Linked DNA regions of Zea mays: region 1 is linked to region 2. A link is a contact called in public Hi-C data. All regions are on one chromosome and are shown on one strand. The core of a region is the stretch at or near the end of the contact, and the rest is flanking DNA. Distances in the headings are between cores, read along the strand shown.

Region 1 (4,154 bases), core at 696-3,195, 200 kb before region 2:
TGCAGCCTCGCCAGGTCGTTGGGCGCCACCGACGAGAAGAGCAGCGACACCGCGTAGAACACGTCCTCCGACGGCGTCGCCGCCGACATGCCGTCGTCCCACCTGAAAAACCAAACCCCAGAAAGACTGGTCCAGTCAGAGGCCGGCCGGGGCGTGCCTAGCTAGCTAGCTAGCCGATCGATTCAACACGTACATGGATTTGTTGAGGGGGTAGACGATGAGCGGGCCGACGATGTCGGTGCCCTGCAAGATGCCCTTGAAGACGCCGCGGTCGAAGTCGGCGATGCGCGAGCGCGGCACGAACATGTTGAGCCACGGGTGCGGCACCCGCCACAGCCCCAGCTTGTTGAGCGCCACCTCCTCGCCGTGCACCCGGTCAAGGAACGCCGTGTAGGACACGTCGCGCTGGAACGCGAACCCTTCCACGTAGCTCAGCGTGCCCAGCACGGACGCGAGCTCCTGGTCCACCGCCGCCGCCGCCGTGGCGTTGTCGTAGTTGAGCGTGGCCTCGATGCTGTACACGGTGGTGGCGTTCCGCTCCCCGGCGAGCGCGACGATCCGGGCGACGTCGGCGTCGGTGAAGAACCCCGTGTTCGCCAGGTCGGTCGCCAGGCTCTGGTTCACGAACACCGACCCTTCCACGTAGCTCATCGGGCCGAACGACGCGCCGCCGCCGCCGGGCCGCGGGGCGGTCAGCCGCTCCTGGTCGGCGCTGAACGCCGCGAAGTCGGTGTACACGAGCCGCACCCACCGCGCCCGCGCCGGCGCCGGCTCCACCGCGATCCGGGCCCGGGTGATCACTCCGAACTGCCCCAGCCCGCCCAGGACGGCGTCGAACAGGTCCGCGTTCAGCTGCTTGGAGCACGTCACCATCTCCCCATGGCCTGCGTTCACCACAAAGTCAACGCCCCAGCATTTTAACTCTATTAGCCGAAACGAACAAAGGCACAATGTCAACGCATCAGCGCTGCGAGAGCCAGCATGCATGCTGATTTATGACTAGTTATTAAAGACGTCGCCGCCCCTCGCCGGCCGGGCGGGCGGCCGGCCGGTGCAGCGCGGACATTAACCACCATGCACCACTAATAATACTATAAATAAATAAATATATGATTCGCATTGTAGGTAACGAATTTCAATCCGGCTGATTGAACACGGTGTTGCCCCGTGGCAAGCAACAGAAGTCGATGCAGGTGTACTGGCACGTAAAAAAAAAACAAGCTTTTGCTTGCTTGCTGGTGTGGTTGTGCAAGGGAGGGAAAAGTAGTAGTAGGTGCACACGTACCGGTGATAACGTCCATCTCCAGCACGTTAGATATCTGTGGGCCGTGGCGGAACGCCTGGCCGCTGATGCCTGCGTTGGACAGCGTGCCGCCGACGGTGAGGTAGAGGTAGTCGGTCCAGGAGCGCGGCGCCACGCCGCGCGCCAGCGACGCGCGCAACACGTCGATCCACACCTGCTCGCCGCCGGCGTCCACGTAGCGGCCGTCCGCGGACACGTTGATGCGCGGCGGCGCGGCGGCGTCGCCCAGGGACGCCATGTTGACGACGACGCCGCCGGGGGCGAAGGCCTGGCCCATGAGGGAGTGGCCGCGGCCGCGGAACGCGATGGTGTAGGGCCACCCCGGGGTGGAGTTGGCCGCGCTCAGCAGCGCCACCAGGTCGCCCGTGGACGATGGGTACAGGACCGCCGCCGGGAGCGCCGACGTGATGTTGCCGAAGTCCGTCGAGGCCGCCGCCGTCGCGTTGCTGTCGGTCCGGAGCTTGCCGTCCAAGGCCAGCGCGGCGAGGGAGGCTGGCCAGGGACGGCCGCGATCGTCTCCGAGCGCAGGCGTGCCTGCCGCTAGTGCATGAGAGCAGGCGATCAGCCCGGCCAGCAGCAGGTAATAAACCACCGCCATTAGCGACGTCGTCGTTCACGGGAGAGAGAGAGAGCTATACGTTATGTGTGAGTGTTTGGTAACTAGGTGATTGCACCCCGTATATATATAGGACGGATACGGCGGCACATACGTGTAGGTGTAGTGCGATTACATACTTCTTCAATTACGTACTCGAACACAGAGATGAGCTGCTTTCCAAGGAAAAAAATATTCTGCATCCCGTCTAGTTTTATTCTGTTTGACCACAGAAAAATATGCGCACAAGTAAGGTGCCTAGTTACCAACTTCACCATCCTTTCAAGAATTTACAGAAAAAAAACTATTATATATATAGTCCTGCCTAGCTAATTACCCCCTGTTGCCATGCAATGCAATATAGCGTATTTATACATTTAAAAACCTGTAATAATAAATATAAGCGATCAATTCTTGAGAATGAAATAGTTTTCGCACTAAATAGTTGTACAAATTTGGTAGCTATAGGTGTGTGTTGACCATATCGTTTGGTTATGAAATAAAATGAAGCCGTCTTTTATGTTATCACTTAATGTGTGTGCCTGCTCAAAATCGTCTCTACTAGACAGACAGCTGTACTGCATTACGTACAGGACGACGAAGGAAGCAGGCTGTAATTTTGGTACTACGACGAGCCCCGGCCCAGCTGGTTGGTCGACTTCCAAAATACACCAAGCTGAAGGTTTAATCAAGCTAGCCACGATTATTCTGGCCATATTATTTGATTTGCTACCAGAACCTGCCAACTTCTCATATTTTGCTATCAAAAATGTCGCTAGCCTTCGGGATCTTATATATATATATAGAGAGAGATTTCTTGTCGCTTTATCTCACCTTAACAGCCATGAATCAATATAGGATTGATTAAGCAAATGGCAACATTTTGGAAACAAACAATCGTCCCTAGCTTGATTGGGACAATTATATTTTTGTTCGGTAAGTCGCGTCAACATACGTTACTAACTACACTTACACGACCAAGGTACAAATGTTAGTGTTTCAGAGAAGGTGTCTAGCTAGCTGCCGCATGTCAACTTCAGTGGCTGGCTATAGCTAGCTAGCGTCTGTACATATTTGGGGTCCAATTGTTCTCTTGTTTTTTCAGCGGTTTTCCATCTGATGCCATTCTCTAGTAAAAGTAAAACAGATGTTGATGAATTCAGTGTAGAAGCACACACCGTCTAGTTTTGTCATTTCTGATGTTTTCCTCCTCAGCTCCACGAACAACGTACGGACTTCGGAATTCGCCGTATGCTGATATATAGAACAAATTAGCACGCATGACTTACACATGCATTCTAATTTTGAGTCAATGACTAGTATTCTTTCCAGTACCAGTAGTAATACATAGCAGCCGTTGTTTCAGCTAGCTAGTAGGTAGAATTTCTACGCACGACCACACTGTAATTTTGGTTGGTGATACGAAAATGACATCCCATCCAAATAATCCATATATAGATCATACTTTAAGTTACAGTTTTTTTTCCAATATATGACTCGAGCATGCGCAGCCTCCTCTCGTCGTCGGAGTCTCGAGATCGGATGCCGCCAATTTTTATGTTTTGGCCGCTTGCCGCTTGCAGTGACTCCAGGCAGCGCATACAGACGCGCGCGTGACGGCGGTGAAACCGACGATGCGTCTGCATCGCGACCGATTTTTTTTCTATTTTAGCCCTTTTCGTGTTTTATTTTCACAAATAGGTTCTTTTTATTTGAATTTAGAATATGGACCTTTAGGTTGGCGCTCTCACTATTGACACCAACCTAACACGTATTGACGCCAATGCAATTGGCGCATATGTATCGATGACATGGCCCTGAGGGATCAAACCTCGTGGCATAGTGACGTGGCGGGGGTCGGCGCCATGGATCTTGGCGCCGACCCTCTATCCTCTATATACTGGTCCACGTTTTTTTACTCTTTCTCTCTCTTCTATTCAATACGGCCATTGCTCGGCCACTCTCCAGCGTCGCCCGCGCCATCCTCCGTCGCCGACCGCGCCATCCTCCGGTGGTGAGGCCGCTGGCACCCGCCACCATCGCCCACCCGTGCTCCTCAGCCTTGCACTCGTCGCTGACCACCGAGCCCGCATCGATGAACGAGGGAGCGGGCCAACACTGGCATGGCATGGCCATGGTGAGCCACGACCATGGCAAGTCACGACGAGGGAGAGGGGCGACGATGGCGGGACGCGGAGAGGGAGAGGGGCGGCCATGTTGAGCCAGGCGAACGACGGGGACGGAGAGTGAGGAAAG
Region 2 (4,378 bases), core at 709-3,208:
CCCCGCTCAGGCGGAGACCCGATGCTGCCGCGTGGCCTGCTACACGTGACGTAAGCCAACGAGCGGAGCCTGACGTAAGGCCTCGGGACTGCGCGACCTCTGCATTTATTGCGAATAAGGCGCGCCGTCTATCCATTCCACTGGCAGGCGATGTGCCGCCTCAGCATTTAATGAGCCATGTCCATTCCACTGGCAGGCGATGTGTCGCCTCTGCATTTATTGAGCCATGTCCATTCCGCTGGCAGGCGGCGACCAGTCCATTCCGCAGGCAGCGTGCCTGTCCATTCCATTGGCAAGCAGTACATCCATACTGCTGCATGCACTATGCTCATCATTACTCGCGCGTTACCAAGGAAGCAACCGCCGCGTATCAATACTGCGTGGACTGCGGACGTCAGGGCGCCAGGAGATTGCATAGGCGTTAGTTACTCTTATAATATATTCCTTCTGTTATGTTCCTGGGCCCACATGTCGGGGCTCAGCATCCTTGTATGTGCCTCCCTTGAGCTATAAAAGGGAAGACACATGATGTCACAAGGCAGGTTCACTCAGACTCTCAGACTCACAAGTTTATACAAGCTCGCAAGCTCACAGACTCAATACAACACACAGTGGAGTATGGTGTTACGCTCCGGCGGCCTGAACCACTCTAAATTCTTGTGTCCTCGTGTGTTCTACCACCTTCCGATCGACAGGCAAAACGCTTAGGCCCCTTCCTCATCTTAGGATTTAGGGCGGGTGCGTTCCGCCACCCGGTCGGAGAATTTCCTCTCCGACAGTATCTATTCAACAACCATACATCTAGGCTCGTTATAACCAGTTTATGATATATACTGAGACTAATTATAGTACACGGTAAAGGTATTTATACACTACGGTACACTGTGTACAAAATATATTTTCTGTTGCAGGTGCACAAAATTAGGATGACAAGAATGTGAGTTGAAAGGAAATGGATTGACATGCATGGAAACAAAAATATGATTTTCAATTATTTATTTCGTCCACAAATATAAGATCTTTTCAACAGTCATGCAGTTAGGTTCGTTAAAACTAGCTTATTATATATACTGATGCTAATTATGCTACATATGAAAATTATTTATTCATCGCGGTAGACTACGTAAACATAAAAAGTGGAAGGAGAACCTATAGAAGCATGAGGTAGGCCGTTTGGCTCACTTGCTGGATTTTTTCTTTTTGAAACTTGTTCTCTCTTTTGTTACCTAATCGTTTCTATTTTTATCATGTGAGTTTGGTTTAATACTAAATCAATCATATTATTAAAATGAGATGTACTTCTAATTCTATTGTTTAGATATCACTAAAAATTTGAAAGTTTGGAATTGTGTGGTCTAATTCCACGCAACATAAAAAGGATGATGTGTGTATTGAGAGATGGCGTTTTTAGTTTTAGTACAATTCTAGAAAATTGAGTCTCTAAAACCAAACAATAGAATTTTATAAAACCGATTCCAATTCCTAATTTTATGTTCTAATATCTACACCTAAATAAGATATTACGGGGCGTTTAGATCCCTTCATTTTAGAGAAATTGGAATTCACTCAATAAAGTAACTTATTTAGTTAGGAATTTGACATTCCACCACTTTCTAAAGTTCAGATATAAGACTATCTCAAATGAATGGGGTGGAAGGTGGGATAATGATTTTATGCATTACTAGAATTGGTTTCTAATCTATAACTTACATGACATTTTTCGTCTCACTCTTCTATAGTAAAAATGTAGCACATAAATATCTCTGACATGTTGTTAATGATAATATACAAATATATTTTACATAAAACCGAATTAGCTTAATTGATATATGCCTAAATTACTATTATTAGAATGGAATTAAATTACAATGATTCAAACGGTGCATTATTGTTTTTTACTGCAAAAGAGGGAGAAAGAGAAATTGAAGGTGTACGCCTCAACAGCTTTCCGGCCTCAGGAAAAAAAAGGTTTTCCGGCCTCGCGGGAGTGCAGCGAGATCCGTGCCGCCGGCACCGTCCCTCGCCCTCCTCGTCTGGCTCGCCCGCCGTGTCCTGTTCTGAGTCCTGCACGCCCTGCAGATCGCCGACCACCGCTCGAGGGGACGCGGGACGCCCTCCATGATTCTGCGCTCCGCGCCGCGTCGCCTCCACCTACTCCGCCCGCACCACCTCCGGCTCCTCTCCGCCGCCGCGCTCGCTTCCGCGGTCCCGATCCCGGCCCCGGCCCAGTCCCCAATTGAGTGGGCCGAGGCTCCGCTTGCCTCCGTGCGCCCTGCCACCGCCGACGCATCGCTCTTCCACGTCTCCCTCGACCTCTCCGCGCACCGGGGGCTCCTCGCCTCCCACACCGCCGCCGGCCAGTTCCTCCGCTTCCGCCTCCCCGCCTCTTCCTACCACATCTTCCTCGCCATCGCATCCCCTCCTCCCCCACCTGCGCTCGAGACCCTAGCCCTAGCCGGGCCACCTTCCTGCTTCGAATTCCTCGTCAAGCGCCTCCCGGGAACCCCCTCCGCGCGCCTCTGCGACCTCCGCCCCGGCGACCTTGTCCATGTTGGCGCCAGCGTCGTCGGCCGCGGATTTGATGTCGCCAGGATATCTGATGCCCGCGACGTTCTCGTCTTCGCCACCGGATCCGGGATCAGGTACCCCTGCCATTGTCAAACACGTATCGATTGTACTCCACGATGCACAATTGCTTCATTTTAGGGTGTAATTAGGAATTGTGGCAAAAAAAATAGTATTAAATTGTGATAATCGTGAGGGGTGCCATACTGCCATCTGGATTATGATAGTCCAGTATCTATTCTGGTATTACTTTCAACTAGTCTGTTTTTGCCCCAGTGCAAAAAAAAAAAAGCATATAGACTATACTATATAGAGATAAATATAACATAAATTTTATTCCACTGTGTTTGTCTCATTATTTAGGATAGCAATAGATATTAACGTTAAAAATTAGAAGGGTGTATCACACTCACTGATTTAACTTCTAGTAGAGAGACTCTTGCGTCTGGCGTTCTTTTAAATGAAATCTTCCATTACATTCTCATATTTAATCTTCTCCGGAACATCATTTTCAAGTGCAATTGTTGTCAATCCATTGAGTCTGTTGTGTCATAGTACTGCGCATGTGGGACTTGAGCCACTTCAATTTTGAAAACTTTGTTCTCCAGATGCAGCTGTTACCAGAATAGTCAACAAAATTTTGTATAGAATACCACTTCACAAACTTCAGAATATCATGAGGGCCCATGTCTTTGTTAGAGATAAAATCTTGGAAGAACATTAACACTATATGCAAATTCTTGCCGTTGACATCAGAATGTTGGCCACTCTTTAGTGCCATCTCAAGTTGAGTACAAGAAGACAATAAACTTTTGTCATCTAAAGAGCACAACTTATGTGAAGTAAACAAAAAATCCAATCATTTTATTGTAACCCTGATGATATTACTCAAACCTTAATCAACAAATAATAGCTTGATCAACAATGTGTAAAAAATAATTGTTCAAACCTTCTAGCCAGGAATTTGGGGTGCCCAAAAATTGGGGCCTTATATTGTCGGTCCACTTGTGCTGGGCAAGGGACGGGCCTGCTTGGGAGTTGGGATATAATCGGAACATGCACATACTCTGTGGAAGATATAAACATGAAAAGGCATTAACCGCAAGATACTATTTATTAGGTTTTTACTTCAGTTTTTACTCATCAATTGTTGCATGTCTGTTTTCTACTGCCACATGTCGTGTCAAGCAATTTACCGACAATGCCCTATTCTTGATTAGATTGCTCTATTCTTTCTATGGATGAGCAATATGATTCCCATGAATAGCTCTTGTCAGATCTATTGAGCCACAAACATCATTGTGTCTAGAAGCCTGTTCTCTAGATACTGAGATACTTGTTCTAAGAAGACTATAGTGTATCTATTACAAACGCGTATGGTGTACACTTATCAAGACATGCAGATGTACTTACATGGGATATATAATAATTATTCTGTCTCTCCGCATTTGTTAATTGCAGCCCTATACGGTCACTTATTGAGTCAGGTTTTGCTGAAAACAAAAAAACTGATGTAAGACTCTTTTATGGGGTTAGAAATCTTCAGAGGATGGCATATCAGGTAGGTTTATGTCAGCTTAGTTGTGCAGTTTTGTATATTGTCATATTCATTCTATAATGACTGGTGATTATGTTGCGCTGACAGGAAAGGTTTGAGGATTGGGAATCCAGAGGAGTTAAAATTGTACCTGTCCTCTCCAGACCAGATAGTCAATGGACAGGGGAGAGAGGTTATATCCAGGTGCTGTCATCTTTTGAGTCCCATGTTATTTCTAGTTTGTTGTGTTTTTGTGTGTTATAGAGTTTCTTTTCT

The links. Hi-C and Micro-C count contacts between places; a contact is called where the count stands out from the background.
Region 1: a contact with region 2 is called in a Hi-C map of leaf, with 7 times the contacts expected there. The contact joins the promoter of LOC542585 here to the promoter of LOC100191350 in region 2. A contact is called at or near these places in 3 of 25 Hi-C or Micro-C datasets (ear, leaf and tassel) and 2 of 3 datasets of contacts at active chromatin or transcription factors (leaf and seedling).

The regions. Positions count from the first base shown.
Region 1 is chr3:7,528,222-7,532,375 of Zm-B73-REFERENCE-NAM-5.0, reverse strand. It overlaps LOC542585 (cytokinin oxidase 1), which reads right to left and starts at 1,945. Exons shown (of 3, transcript NM_001112121.2): 1 at 1,286-1,945; 2 at 194-884; 3 at 1-102. The coding sequence starts at 1,901.
Region 2 is chr3:7,326,659-7,331,036 of Zm-B73-REFERENCE-NAM-5.0, reverse strand. LOC100191350 (fruit protein PKIWI502) reads left to right here and starts at 1,958. Exons shown (of 5, transcript NM_001136784.2): 1 at 1,958-2,642; 2 at 4,027-4,126; 3 at 4,211-4,306. The coding sequence starts at 2,119.